Regions from separate parts of the Zea mays genome. Here region 2 is linked to region 1. A link is a contact called in public Hi-C data. All regions are on one chromosome and are shown on one strand. The core of a region is the stretch at or near the end of the contact, and the rest is flanking DNA. Distances in the headings are between cores, read along the strand shown.

What was found. A called contact is a pair of places that touch in the nucleus more often than the background predicts.
Region 2: a Hi-C map of leaf shows a contact between it and region 1, with 7 times the contacts expected there. The contact joins the promoter of LOC100274552 here to the enhancer-like site in region 1. A contact is called at or near these places in 5 of 25 Hi-C or Micro-C datasets (bundle sheath, ear, leaf and 2 more).

The regions. Positions count from the first base shown.
Region 1 is chr9:112,459,535-112,466,739 of Zm-B73-REFERENCE-NAM-5.0, forward strand. No RefSeq gene overlaps it. Among protein-coding and RNA genes, the nearest start is that of LOC100502532, 81 kb to the right of the region's middle. Within about 2 kb of position 4,762, at least 17 of the 20 cell types and tissues checked have an H3K27ac peak or open chromatin away from gene starts, as enhancers often do. A contact at or near this core is called in bundle sheath, ear, leaf and 2 more, where this site is marked.
Region 2 is chr9:112,646,628-112,653,832 of Zm-B73-REFERENCE-NAM-5.0, forward strand. LOC100274552 (F-box protein AFR) reads left to right here and starts at 3,991. Exons shown (of 1, transcript NM_001148907.1): 1 at 3,991-5,722. The coding sequence starts at 4,094. The coding sequence ends at 5,278. It overlaps LOC103638863 (a long non-coding RNA gene), which reads left to right and starts at 6,430. Exons shown (of 2, transcript XR_559070.2): 1 at 6,430-6,736; 2 at 6,812-7,205. It also overlaps the pseudogene LOC100381871.

The DNA of each region.
Region 1 (7,205 bases), core at 3,512-6,011:
AAAAATCTCACAAAGAAGCAAGCATCTGATCATCTACTTGTATTCTAATATTTATCCATAATAAACTTCTGATCTGAAAATCGGTAGCATGTGTGGTCTGCTGACAGCAATCTGCTAGAGCTCTATCGTTTGTTCTCCAGTCAACCGGCAGTGCTGTCCCAACAATCCTGAAGTCCGGACCCTCTTTCATTCTCGTCGATCCAACTGCTGGACGAAATCCGTCCAACGCTCTGTCCTCAAGCACTTCATTCTGCCACATGACGCACACCCATAATAAGCGGAATGAAGGAGATGCCATTTGCGAGGGTTGTCGTACATATGTTTGCCGACATCAGGGATGTCAGCAGAAATAGGGGTACCGAGGTTGGAGAGATCAGAAGCCGGGCCGATGCCACTGAGAAGCAGCAACTGGGGATTCCCCAGCGCAACTGCTGAGGGTTAGTTTGAAAACTTAAATCACTTCCACGAATTACGGGGATTGAGTGAAAAAAAATAGTTTATTTTTCTCTTAATTCTCGGAAATTCCAGAGGGAATTTAAGTTTTCAAATTAGAACTGAAAGTATAATCTTCCCACCTGGGCGCAGGAGGGCTTGACGCTGATCGAGGAGACGGTCCTGGTACACGACACCAATTGCTGCAACTGTTGGTCGTGGAGACCTTCCACGGCGCACAGCTGGCCAATACAACAAAATGGAAGTGGTTTGTTCAGTCGAAGTTGCGCAGGACAAAAAGAAAAAAAAGTTAAACTCCAAAGAGCTAAAATACTATACTTGTACAAAACAGTCCAATGACAAAAATTGGATGCAAAATGCATTCTGCCAAATAAATACATAGTCTTATTCACCGGAACCTTTTTTTAGGAGAATTGAATGAACAGAAACCAATTCAGGAAAAGGTTTTAGCATGATCGTCTTTATTTTGGGTTCAAATCTTGCAGAGGAATAGTGACGGCATCAGGAGATCCAAAAGACACCATTGACGATCCAGAGTTTACTAATAATAAAGCTTTAAAAGGACTATAGGCAATGTTTCTGGTATATGCAATCGACTCGTGCAAATTTCTATTTGTCAAAGCTACAACCTACGATGACTTAAGGTGGGTTGCAACGCCGCAATGTAACGATGCGCAGTCATCATACAGACATCTCTATCCAAACTACCACAAGGGCCCAGAAGTAGTTCGCACCAGCTGAGGACCCTGTTCTGCGACAAATCAACTCTGAAAGAGGTTTTTGTTGCAAGCTGGAGTTGTGATGCCATTCCGGCCATCCTTCCGGGTGCACGTGGGAGTACAGCCCGGCGTTGATGGCTGTGCCGCCGCCGCCGCCAAGCACGCTTGCGCACGTTAGGGAGGGACGCCGCCCTCCTCCAACGTGAACCCCTGCGCTGGCGCGTTGGACTCTGGCCTCCGGGGAGGCTGATAGCAAGCTTCAGTCGTCATTCAGTTAACGGGCGTTTCAGCTTCTGTCGCGTTGTCGGATTTGGTTCAGTTTCGTCAGACGGCCAGTTTTCTTTGTCATTTCGTTCAGTTAGCATGTAGCCCTCGTTTCTACCTGGTTTGTTGAGCTCGTTCGGTGATCGAGCGCGTTTGTAGGAGTTATTGGTGGAGTGGAAACCCTGCGCTAAGCTTACCAAAATATATTTTGAAATTTGGAATATTTTTAAATGTAAAAAAACAAAAAAAAGTTTATGCCCAATATAGCCGGCAGGCGTGCAGACGCGTTGCTTGTGGCCATCTACCGGCCCGGTAGCTCGGTCCAGCCCACCTCGTGCAGGTGCAGCAGGCAGCAGCATGTGGGGAAATGGGGAATCAACGACGGCCGTGGAACTGACAGGACGGCCAGGGAGCACAGTACGTTTTAAACTAGGCCTCGGAAAATAAAATTGCGTTACCTTTTGTCTCGGTCTTTTTAAACTAGCGACCCTTCTGGTACGATTTTTTACTATTAGAAATTCATCGGTTGCTACCGATTTTTAATGCATTGATGTAACTATGTAAGAATATTGAAGTGTCCGCACCACATCCCGGTTTGGCAGAGTTCTGGTATTTCTCTGCAAAAAAAGCCGAAGCCCTACCAAATATCTTTTTGCATATAAAAAGCAGAGCCATTTTTTAGTATGAAAAAGGAGCCACAAATAGTAGACCATTGACTGTGGCTCTAGCTCTGACATTTTAATATAGGACATGTTTTAAAAAATTAGGATAAGTCGTTTCTACTAAATGATTTGTGAACTACCAAAATGTTGTTTTTTTAAGTAAAAGCTAGAGGTGTTTTTAGGCAAGCCAGACCCTGTCAACGGATCTTATTTATGCCTGGATTCATAAGGCAACACAAGTTAGATATAAAGACCTTCGTCGTATTGATTTAACACTAAGGAACATAATGAAACAACATGAAAGCCACAAAGTGGAACTTCTTATTCAACTCATCTCATATGCTTTAGTATTTTATTTTATTTCTCCTGATAAATGAGTGTACAAGCACACCTTCAGCTCCCGCACACAGGGTGGCACAAAGGTTCTTCGTAGGCTAAGTAAAACGGAGTGATGACCCTCCAAAAGGTTTTGGAGCTTTATGCAGGGCATTGTTCATCTATTTATATGGAAAATGAACCGTCTTTGCACAGAATTACAATCATGCCCCTTAAGGTTTTACACACATTGTTTACAAATGACATCAGGGCAATAATGTATTTATTCCATCCTCGGTTGCACGGGTTAGCCCCCGTTGTTTGGTAGCTTCTCGTCTGGCTTATGTTCGAAGTTCTTCTGTTGTTGCTAAAGTTATCGACTTCAGCTAACACATTTGTCACTTGCGTGCACAGGCGAAGCTTCTTTGTATGTTGCCTCGGTCGGAGATCAGTTTTGTCCGCCAGTAGAAATGTACTTTCATATTTGTTTGATTCATTTTGAAGGTGGTTTTTACTAAAGCACCTGTGATACTTTTTAGAGATGTATTAGAAAACAATGATTAATTAGTGTTTTAATGATCTTTGAAAGATGAAGGCCTTTAACACTTAGGCCCGTTCGGCAGGCCAGCGTCCAAACCAGGCCAGGATCGAAAGCAGCCCAGGATCAAGTGATACATGTGTTGTCACTAATTCCTAGTCACTAGCCCAGGAACCAATCCGGGAGGTAGCTCACCAGGACTCGTTCCAGACCAAGAATTAAGCGAAGGGAATTCAAATCAGGTGGATCTGTTTCTGGTCCAGATTAAAACGAACGGCTCTAACAGACTGGGCCGGATTCTAAGTCGGGTTGATTCATCCCGCCCAGAAAGAGGCCGGGAATAGGCCGTTCCGGCCGAAACGAACGACGCCTTAGTTGATTTATAGCTCTATCCTCTATGGATCTATCTACCTGTCTGTTTTGCCGGCCGAAGCATGCATCATGCATGTGCTGCAGCACAAGTCCGGGGCGGGGGGCATGCCCGAATTTTTTGCATTTTGGTCCTTCATCGGAAAAAAATTCACGTTTGGACCCTAGAAAATTTTAATGTCATTTTTGGACCCTTTACTCGGCGTCGTAGCCTGTGGCGCCGAGGTAACACAGCTCGGCGCCATAGGCTATGGCGCCGAGGTACGTGTTGAGTTGGCACAAACGGATGTCGTGGCGCCGACGTGGTACCGAGCTCGGCGCCATAGATCATGGCGCCGAGCTCTATTCTGTACAGAAAACTTGTCTAGCTCAGTTGGTAAAATACAAGGCTCTAAACCTTGTGGTTGTGGGTTCGAGCCCCACGGTGGGTGTTTTTTTAATACTTTTTGTCTTTGTCACATTTTTTTGTTGTCCATATTTTTCGTTTATGTCGCTGATTTATCCGTCGTGATTTATTTCTCATCCAGTTTTATTTTTGTGACTGATTTGTTTATTCGTCCAGATTTTTTTTATCCTGCGAGCACAACAGCTGTATATGCAGTAAATTCTAAAATATATCATCCATGAGACAAGTATATAATGGAGTATACTTTTATTTAGTGCAGAAGAAAAAAAGATGATTATGTGTGCTTCTTTTTACTGGGAATATGTTATTATGTATTTAAAATTTATGTTCAAAAGAACTCAATGAAAATATAATATTTTTATTTGATCACGATTGAAGTAAGAGTGTTCTCATTTGATTTTTATTGTGGTTAGCTGAGCAAACAAGGGGAGAAGTTGACGGCTTGTGAGCACTGTGGCACACAGCTGCTGTGCTCGCCGGATAAAAAAATTTGGACGAATAAACAAATCAGTCACAAAAATAAAACTGGATGAGAAATAAATCAGGACAAACAAATCAGCGACATAAACAAAAAATATGGACAACAAAAAAAACAAAAAAGTGACAAAGACAAAAAGTATTAAAAAAAACCACCCACCATGGGGCTTGAACCCGCAACCATAAGGTTAAGGGTCTTGTATTTTACCAACTAAGCTAGATAAGTTTTCTGTATAGAATAGAGCTCGGCGCCATAATCTATGGCGCCGAGCTCGGCACCACGTCGGCGCCACGACATCCGTTTGTGCCAACGCAACACGTACCTCGGCGCCATAGCCTATGGCGCCGAGCTGTGTTACCTCGGCGCCACAGGCTACGGCGCCGAGTAAAGGGTCCAAAAATGACATTAAAATTTTCTAGGGTCCAAACGTGAATTTTTTTCCGATAAAGGACCAAAATGCAAAAAATTCGGAGGGCATGCAGGCTACTGCAGTATAGAGGGCCTGCTGCTGTGCCTGGGCTGCATGTCGACTCAAGGCAGCATGCGAGCGCGGCAGTCACAAGACGATGGGCTTCTCTCTCTGCTCTCAATCTCAATTCTCAACTTCTCCGGGCCTCCTGGGCTCAACCATCGGCTGCTGTGTTGCCAAAAGCATCTGCCGGCTCTTTTGCTTTCTTTCTTTTCTTAACAATAATCCACCTCAGGACTGGGTCGGTTAGATGTTAATTCATATGGATTGGATATAATTAAGTCAGTTTAAATTTATAGCAAGTTAAAATCTGCTTCAATACATCTTAGTCCGCTTCAATCCTTCAATCAATGTGAAAAAGAAATAATCGAACAAAGCCTGACACGGACAGGTATACACGCCATGCATGCCAAGATGGGCGCAAACAGGGACAGACCCAGAACAAAACAAAAATGAAGGCACACTTCTAAGGATAGACACCAAAATATTAGAGCGAGGACATTTTAGTTAGGTTCAGCAGAAGATTTAATGGTAAAAAATCTAGACACTAATACTTACAATAAAGAAATAAGCGAGGCCTAGACCCTCACCCCCTTATATGTAGGTCGCGCAGACAGCGGATCCTAGCCATCACTTATCGCCAACGCAAGGGCAAGACTGTGAAACAAACTTAGAACGGCTCTTGGGTGCAGGCAGGAGCCGTCTATTTGATCAATCACTCGGCCGGCCTTTGTATCTGTCTCTGTCGATGTATGCATGTGACTTGGAAGCCAGGGATCGTGAGCTCCCCTCAATTATTGGGCCTCTTTTATGTCTGTCCGAATCTCGTGGAGCTTGGAGCCATATGCCTGGTCACTTGGCACGACAGACAGGGAGGCCACCTGTCGCGGGCATGGCCACATTGCTTGCCTGCGCTCATCGCCATTTCTCCGAGTCACAGATTATTCTATGCGATTAATCGCGCATCAAGCTGGAGCACTCCTGTGATAGCTAGTGACTTGGTACGTGATCGCCTGATGGGGTGATCCAGATCTGGTCAACACTAGTACTATCATTCATTCCTCATGATCCTGTCTCCATTCTCACCCACCTTTCTGGTATAACTACCCCCGTTCTATTGCAATTGTTATTGTTATATTAATATTGGTGCTTGTGAGCCATGCCGTGAGGCGAGACTTTTTATCTGGCTTTCATTTGGTTACTTCTCCCACCCCAGAGAGAATCAAATCTTTATCTTTACTTAATACAATGAGCGAATAAATTTTCTCTACGACGAGAAATAAATATTTTAAAAATAGGGTGTAGGGATTCGAATGCTACCCACTAGTTTTAAGTGCTCGGTTTCTACCATTACAACTCATGTCTATTTATGTTATATGAATGTAAAAGTACATACTAATAATTTTAAAATACAAAAAATATAACCATATTTTAATAAATATCTTATTTAAACTAGATCTATCTATATGATATGATATATATAAAGACCTTAGCAATTTACAAGCAACTAACTAGTGAGCCCGTAATGCATGAGACTATGAAGGTTCTTTGAGATCGCTTTTTGGCTCCATAGACTTCATGATAGAGCAGCTTATAAAAGCTAGAGTTTAAATTTACAAAGCACCCATTAAACGCTAGCTCTCCTTGCTTTATCTTTTTTTTTACTAAGCAGAGTTGGAGCTTAGTCTGAACAAGATATCGTAACAAATTAGAACTCTCGCTCGAACTGATATAATCTTTGATTGTCCACACTAACAAGTCAGACTGTGAAATGGAAATGTGCCCTTGGGTCATTTCTATAAATATTTTGGTTATTCGATGTTCAACATATATTGTTTTGTGCTAAGTGTCAAATAGATGCAAATGGAAAATCAAGGTATGATTCTAGATTTAGTAAATTGTTTTTGGTACTAATATTATTCTACTAAGTGCTAGGAGCCTTGTTAAAACGAGAGAAATTGAATTGGAAGAGTTTGGCTGAGTCCAGCTAGACTGAGGTGCACCGGACTATCCGGTGCTCAGGCTGGCTCCCCTAGCGAACAGCCGCTCTCGGGAAAAGTTCAGCGCGTCGCGGCTATAATTCACCGGACTGTCCGGTATGCCAGCCGCGCCCACGCCAACGGTCGGCAACGCAATCAACGGGTGACGCGTGGACTTCGCCATGTGCCACGAGCGTCGTGGCTGCAATGGTCGGTTTCGCCAGAAAAGGAAGGAAATCGACATTGTTTCCTGTCCGGTGCGTCCATGGACAGAAGGCATCTATGACCTTTCAAATGGAGCTCCAACGACTCCTAGCTGCCTTGGGGCTATAAGGTCTTTTTTAGTTCGCGAATTGTAACATGGATGACAAGGGTAATGATTCACACTCGAGTGACAACGGTAATAAGTTTGAGTAAGCCGATATCAATTTCCAGTGTGGTATCTTATTATGGTTGGACTTAAACAAGCATGGTTTAACGTGATCTGTTACACATCACGTTACAATTATATGAATCAAACAACACCTAGGTGTCGTTTGGTTCACGAAATGTA
Region 2 (7,205 bases), core at 2,741-5,240, 190 kb after region 1:
GCCTTTAAAACACTGGACACCAGGGGCACTCGCGTCCTTAGTCGCCAAGTAGAATTAGCCACCCGCTGAGATGACCTCTCTGGTCAAGGAGCCTGAGAGGTGGGCAGACAAGCCATCTAATCCAAGGATGATGGGGCCTGGTTTGCACTGATAGAGTTAGGTTATGCCGTCATGCCAGGGATGATGGAGTCTGGTTTCCACGTGGTAAAGGCAACAGCAAGAAACATTGATAGCAAGCATGTGCATTGTTATCTTTTTTCTGAAACTGTAAAAGAGCTATTCATATATGATGCATATTTGGATTCTTCAGCCCTTGTCGGGGCCAGAACCTAGAAGTACCTGGAAATATCAAGGCCATTTCTTAGCACCTTTTGCGCACGTAACTTTGCTTTCTTCTGGATACATCTCATAAGTCTTTTTGAGTTCACAGGAAAAAGAATGAAGTCAACCCATCAGAGAACAATTTTCATATACACTAATAAATAGTGCCATACTTAAAATTACTTGGTCTTAAGATTATATTAACTTCGATTGCCATGGGAAAAAGCCATGGTGCTATATACCTCTTCATGGAGTTCAGAAACAATCATCATAGGTATGTCCTGAGTGACAGCTCCGACGAACTGAACAACATAGTACAGTGTCGAACCTTCTCCAGTACAGTTAGTTCATGCCTGAAAGAGTTTCTGAAACAAAAGAGAGACATTCTTATACTCCTCCCATTGCAAATTATAAGACACTTTAACTTTTTGGTACATCGATTTTGCTGTGTATTGCTATGTATCTAGATGTACCAAAAAAAAGTCACAGCGACTTATAATTTGGAACCTAGAGTATATAATTAAATAAAAAATGTCATTGGTAACTAGCACAGATATTTCTTCCAAAAAAAGCTGAGCGCATATATTTGCATCCTAAACAAAGCTGGTCTGGGGGTTTTTCTTTCAAGATCACGAGGAAGGTTCTAATAATCCTTTTAAGATAACAGAATTATTAGTCAACTCAATAAAATAAGTACTAACACTCCCAGTCTGGATTCATCTTGGGCTCTTGGCTATGACTGTTCGACCATTGTCTCTCACCAACCTTAGCAGTGTTGAAGCACTGCATATATTATTATTTTTTTGTGGCAAATGAGTCACTCTAGCAAACGGTAGCTTCCAAAAGAGATGAAATAGAAGTGCATACCTATCCAAACCAATGGTGGGCTCATCTAGGATGACCAACCTAGGCTTCATCAGCATCTCCATGGCCATGCTGACCGTCCTCACATCGCTGCCACCTGATCACCCGCAGTGTGCCCATCGTTCAGTTTCCTCTTCTTATCTCACAATATCCACAACATATAAAAAATATGAGATCAGGCAAGAGAACATGAAACTCATTGAAATACAACAAAACCAACACCAATTGTAATTGCATTAACTACTGGATTTGGTTCATGAACGAGAATAGGCCCCTCAACCAAAAGCTGTTGTATGCTATATAAAAAAGAGATTGTCGATCATCTAAAGTGAAAATGATCTATAGATGACCTAGACATATATAAATAAAGATGCCAAACATTTCAAATGAAGTTTTTTTCATGAAACTATATGGTGGTGCTTCAGTGCTTGTAGCTTAACATAAGTTGAATGGATCATTATAACATCAGTCAGAACAAAACAACTTGTAAAGAACAAATTAGTAAGTTATCCTAGCATAATGTTAAAGTTAAGCTCTTTGCCACTCGGAAAAAAAGATATTAGTCATCTACAGAAGTAGGTGTATTATGCAACAATATATGAAGGCTTCATAAACAAGCACTCAGAAATCCTTAGGAGCCCAGGACGTCCTCCACTTCTCATATCAGATATGCCTGCATTGTGCCTGTCATTTTTTAAGCTTTTCTTGAGAAGTTAAGGCAGCTATATGATAGGTTTTGCACTTTCTTGACTAATTACATTTTAAATATCATAATTTATGATGGTCTTTAGACATAGTAATCAGGGGAGAAGTTTATAGTTATTTATTTATGCTACAACATTTGTCACACAACTGAACATTATAAACAATATAAGAACCAACCAATTAACCAACAGAATGTAAGAAATTTACCTAAGAAGATCTAGTAAAGTGCTCTCGTCGTCGATGGCAATAGTAATTTCCACATCGGTATCACGTCCTCACACCACCACTGCACTCGATGGCGATGTTGTGCACGTCGCCCTGGTCGTGGAACTGTGCCTCGGCCATGAACCACCACTGCCCAAATACGTGTCCCTGTCATGCCATAGGAAATGCTTGTGTCTCGCAGTTGCAGATAACCTTTCTATGTTTCTGCACAGCTATTGTTTCAGTTACAGTTACAGTATGACACAAGCATCCACAATCTTAAATAATCTAAATGTAATGCAAGAGGCAACATGATAATGACCTTACTAAATAGCATGGATTTATTTTAGCAGATACATAATCATGAATTTGTCCAGATTCAATGAACTTAGTCTAGCAATATTGTAAATTTTATGAGATTTGTGGACTGCACAGATCCGGAGTGAGAAAAGATATAAATAAACTAATTAGTGAAGTTTTCAAAAACTATCGCAACATCAATTTCCAATTCAGGTTTAAGTTAATACTTTTCATTTAGGCGATTTAGATCCAGGATAACATCTTTTATAATCATGCAGTTTTAGCATACAGATGAAGCCCTGGAATCAGATATGAACACAACGAGCTGTCGGGCATCATATACAAACAAAAAGAAAAACAAAGCAAAGCATATAACCCGAACAATCTGATGAGGAAGAGGGCATGTGACTCACCTTCATAGCTTGAAGGACAGAAGTCACGCTGCTGAAGAGGCGCCAATCTGGTCTGAGCGAGCGGCTCCTGCCACAGGCGCGCTCGGTCGGCGGCGCCCTGCAGGTGAAGCGGGAGGCCATGGTCCGCCACTACAGAGCGTATGCGGGCAACGTAGGGGAAAGGTGCGGACGATGCAGTTGGCTTTCATCGCCATCTATGGCCAACAGGAAGTGCTATTCCTCGCTCGCTGGCTGGCGCCACGGGCACCGCCGCCTGCGGGAGCCTGACGCCGGCGCGCGCGGAGGACACGAGGCGGACAAGGTCACTCTCAGCGTGCCGCTGGGCGCCCGCCGTGTCGCACAGCCAGAGTGCGCCGTGGCCGCACCTTAGGTCGAGCAGCGCCTCCAGGAACGCACCGTGCGCGTCGGCGAGGGCGAGGAGGAGTCCGCGGCGTCGCTGTCGCTGGCGTTGGGTGGCGCGGGGCTCCGGTATCGGCCTACCCTGGGGGCTGGGGCACTGCGTTGGCTGCATGGGATGTCGGCACGCACCTACACCGCCCCGCGCCTGATCATCTCCACCCACCCACCATCGTCGCGCGATGCTCGATCTGCTGGCCCCCGCTGGGCTGCACGCGCGAGCACCCCGCGCTGGGCTGCCTCCCCGAGCGCGGCACCGCCTCGGCTCGAGTGGCTGCGCGCTCCCGCCTCGGATCGCAGTGTCCCGTAAAGACGAGGCAAGCGATCCCCCGCCCCCACCACGCGCGGCGCGCATGCCGCATGCGCGCCCCGTCCTCAACCCGCGCGCCCCCTGTCTGTGCACTGCACGCCCGATCGCAGCACCAGACTCCCGGCGCACATGCGCACGCGCGCGCCTGCCGCTCCTCCGATACGTTCTCTCTGCTGCTGCGCACACTGGCACAGCGCGCGCTGTCCGCGGATACGCTCTGCCGAGAGAGGCCTCCAGCGCCGACACCGCCATGTTAGCCATGTCCTCCGGCGCCGCAGCACTTGCCACCAGTCACCATGGCCCCGCCTCACCCAACCTCTCGCCATCGAACCATCGTTACCGGTGAGATCGGTGCCTCGGACAGCCTGCGCGTCCAGGGTCCAAACCCTCACGCTCACACACCGACCCACCCACCTCTATAAATTCCCGCCGACCCCGCTTCCCTTCCATTCCCCATCAGAGATCTCTCCCCATCACCAAGCCGAACCGAGACCGAGAGAGCTTCCCCACACCCACAGCGGGGTGCAGCGGATCGCGCCAAATTCGACCGAACAATCGCGCGCCACTCGGCCCCGCCACTATGAGCTTCTCGTCCATGAGCAAACAGCAGGTGCTGGACGCCGGTGACGGGGAGGGGGAAGAGGTCGTGGAGCTTATCCCGGGCCTGCCGGAAGAGGTGGCCGAGAAGTGCCTCCTCCACCTGCCCTTCCTCTACCACCGTCTCTTCCGCACCGTCTCCTCCACCTGGAACCGCTTCCTCACCGACTCCCCTGCCAAGCCGCTGCTGTTCACTCCCGCGGAGGGGGCGGGGGCTGGCGCGGGGAGCGCAGCCATGGGCTCGTTGTCCTTATCGCTGCCCTTCCTCTTCGCCTTCGCGTTTGACCCTGTGTCGCGACGCCTCCAGTGCCAGGCGCTCGACCCTTTCTCGAGGAGGTGGCTCCTGCTCCCGCCGGTGCCCGGCGGCGCCGCGGCCGGGTCGTTTGCGGTGGTGGGGCTCCCCCGCCGCGGCGAGATCTACGTGATTGGGGGCGTCGAGGAGGGCAGCGACAAGGCGGTGACGAGCGTGGCCGTGTACAGCGCCGCGCGGAACGGATGGGAGGAGGCGGCGGCGATGCGGACGCCCCGCGGGTACATGGCGGCTGGGGAGGTGGGAGGGCGGGTGGTGGTGGCCGGGGAGGACGGCGAGGCCGAGGTGTTCGACCCGGATGCCGGGCGGTGGTCGCCGGCTGCGCCGCGCCGGGGCGCGGCGGTGGCGTGGTACGACGCGGCGGCGGCGGGTGGGAAGCTGTACGTGACGGAGGGGTGGGCGTGGCCGTTCGAGCGCGCGCCGCGCGGCGCCGTGTACGACTCCGCCACGGACTCGTGGTGCGAGATGGCGCGCGGGATGCGGGAGGGGTGGACGGGCTCTTGCGCCGTCGCCGGCGGCCGGATGTACATCGTGGCGGAGTACGGGGAGTGGCGGCTGAAGCAGTACGACGAGGCCCGGGACGAGTGGCGGATGGTGGCCGGCAGCGGGGTGCCCCCCGAGGTGCGCCGGCCACACGTCGTCGCCGGGGAGATCGGGGAGGTCGCCGGTGGGAGGCGAAGGATATACGTTGTTGGCGCCGGGCTGGACGTCGCCGTGGGCACTGTTTCGGCCTCAGACACCGCCGCGGCACCCGGCGTCCACGGCGTCGAGGAGGAAGTGGTGGAGTGGGAGGTGGTCAAGGGCCCCACCGAGTTCGTCGGGCTCGCGCCCTGCAACGCACAGGTCCTCTACGCATGACCCAGCCTTCGGGTAGAACAAACATCTGCATCGCCGAACCAAGACGTTTCGGCCCACTCCGCGCACCCACACGGGTCCACAAGCCCCGAGCCACATCACGTCGCCCCTGGCTGGTCCACATGTCAGTGAAACTTGACTGCTCCAGCGTCTCGCCGGCAGGAGCGAGTGCCCTGCTGCCAGACTGCCCAGATGGATTTTCCGGATGCGCAAGCACATGTATTCACAGTCACAGGCAGCACAGTCTCGCCACGTGGGACCAGTCTGTGAGCGAGCAGTGATGGGACTTGGAAGAGGCTGAGAAGTCTTTTCCACCTCGGGGAAAGGACAAAGGAGGAAGCGAGCAGGCAGGACGGATTATTTTTCTTTCCGTTTTGATTTGAGGTTTTTCTTGTACCTGTGTATATATTATATATTGGTATTGTATTTTGAGAAACAATGGAGAAGAAACCAAAATCAAAAAAATGTGATGTAATGATTTGAAACTGACCTCAGTTCCAGCTTGCAAAAGAACGTGATGTAAGCCTCTCAACCTATGTACTCTAAATTTCTTTTCCTCTAGACTAGTTGTCATCCACAAAATCGAAGTAAATTGTAGGAACTAAAATTGCGTTTTTATCCAATTTTAAATAAGAAATGAATTTTAACCCCTCTAATCTCCTTCGATTTTGAACTCGCAAATTAGCCCTACATAAATATTCTCTCTTAGTAATCCTATCTTTATATTCTTTTTATTTCTATTTCTATAATAACATTCCCTAAATTTCGTCATTTATATCTAAATACACCACTACCTTATTTATTCATTCTTCTTTTAACTTTCTACCTAAATGCAACGTGCGGTATTATTAATTGAAGAAAATAATAATTATTGAATAACACATATATCCGATCGTTTAAATTGTACGCGGTCATTTAATTGAAACATATTAGTTCAAATTTTAATTCTTAAACATGTTAGTAAATTGTACAATTATGCTTAAAATGTACTATATTTCTTGTCTACTATGTGCATTGTTACAAAATTGCACTTTATAAACAAGATTGGTACCGTCTTGTCCCGCAAGACATTGGCTTGCGTCACAAGACAACCATTGGCTTCTACAAAAAGAGTAGCTTGTGGTGTATAGCCGAAGCCACCATGGGCTATATAACACATGAGGCACGTCTACACTTCATTCATCACTTCCACCTCTTCATACCACAAACAGTAATGGATCCCTTTATTAAGTCCAATGTTCTCTTGCACATGGCTCAAGACATGGAAGCTGATGACGACGAACTTGAGTTAGCGACCATCCGCTATGTAAGGAGCCGCCGTGAACGCAACCAGCATCGACATGGTGGTTCCGTTCCGGGCCGAGTTCGGATCCCCCGAAACCATTTTGGCGGTAACTTGAGGATCTTAGCCGACTATTTCTTAGATCATCCAGTTTACACAGATGCCCAGTTCCAAAGGAGGTACGTATGCTATATTGGTTCTTCTTTGTTTCGAACACACTCAATTAAGCCATGTCATAAAATTTTGTGTTGTAGGTTTCGCATGCATTGCCATGTGTTCGAGCGCCTCATGGGGACAGTCCAACAGGTTGACCCGTACTTTGTATAGCGTCCAAACTGCGCTGGAAAGATGGGACTCTCCGCTTTGCAGAAGGTTGTTGCAGCCACCTACATCCTCGCCTATGGTGTTCCTGCAGATGTTGTGGATGAGTAAGTGTGCATTGGAGAGTCCACCACACATGAGGCTCTTCAACACTTATATAAGGCCATCGTAGTTGCGTTTGATCCGTACTACCTGCGCCCGCCTACTCCCGATGATATCACGCAACTACTCCAAGTCGGTGAGTCAAGTGGCTTTCTAGGGATGCTTGGAAGCATCGATTGCATGCATTGGGAGTGGCGAAACTGCCCTACCGCGTGGAAGGGTATG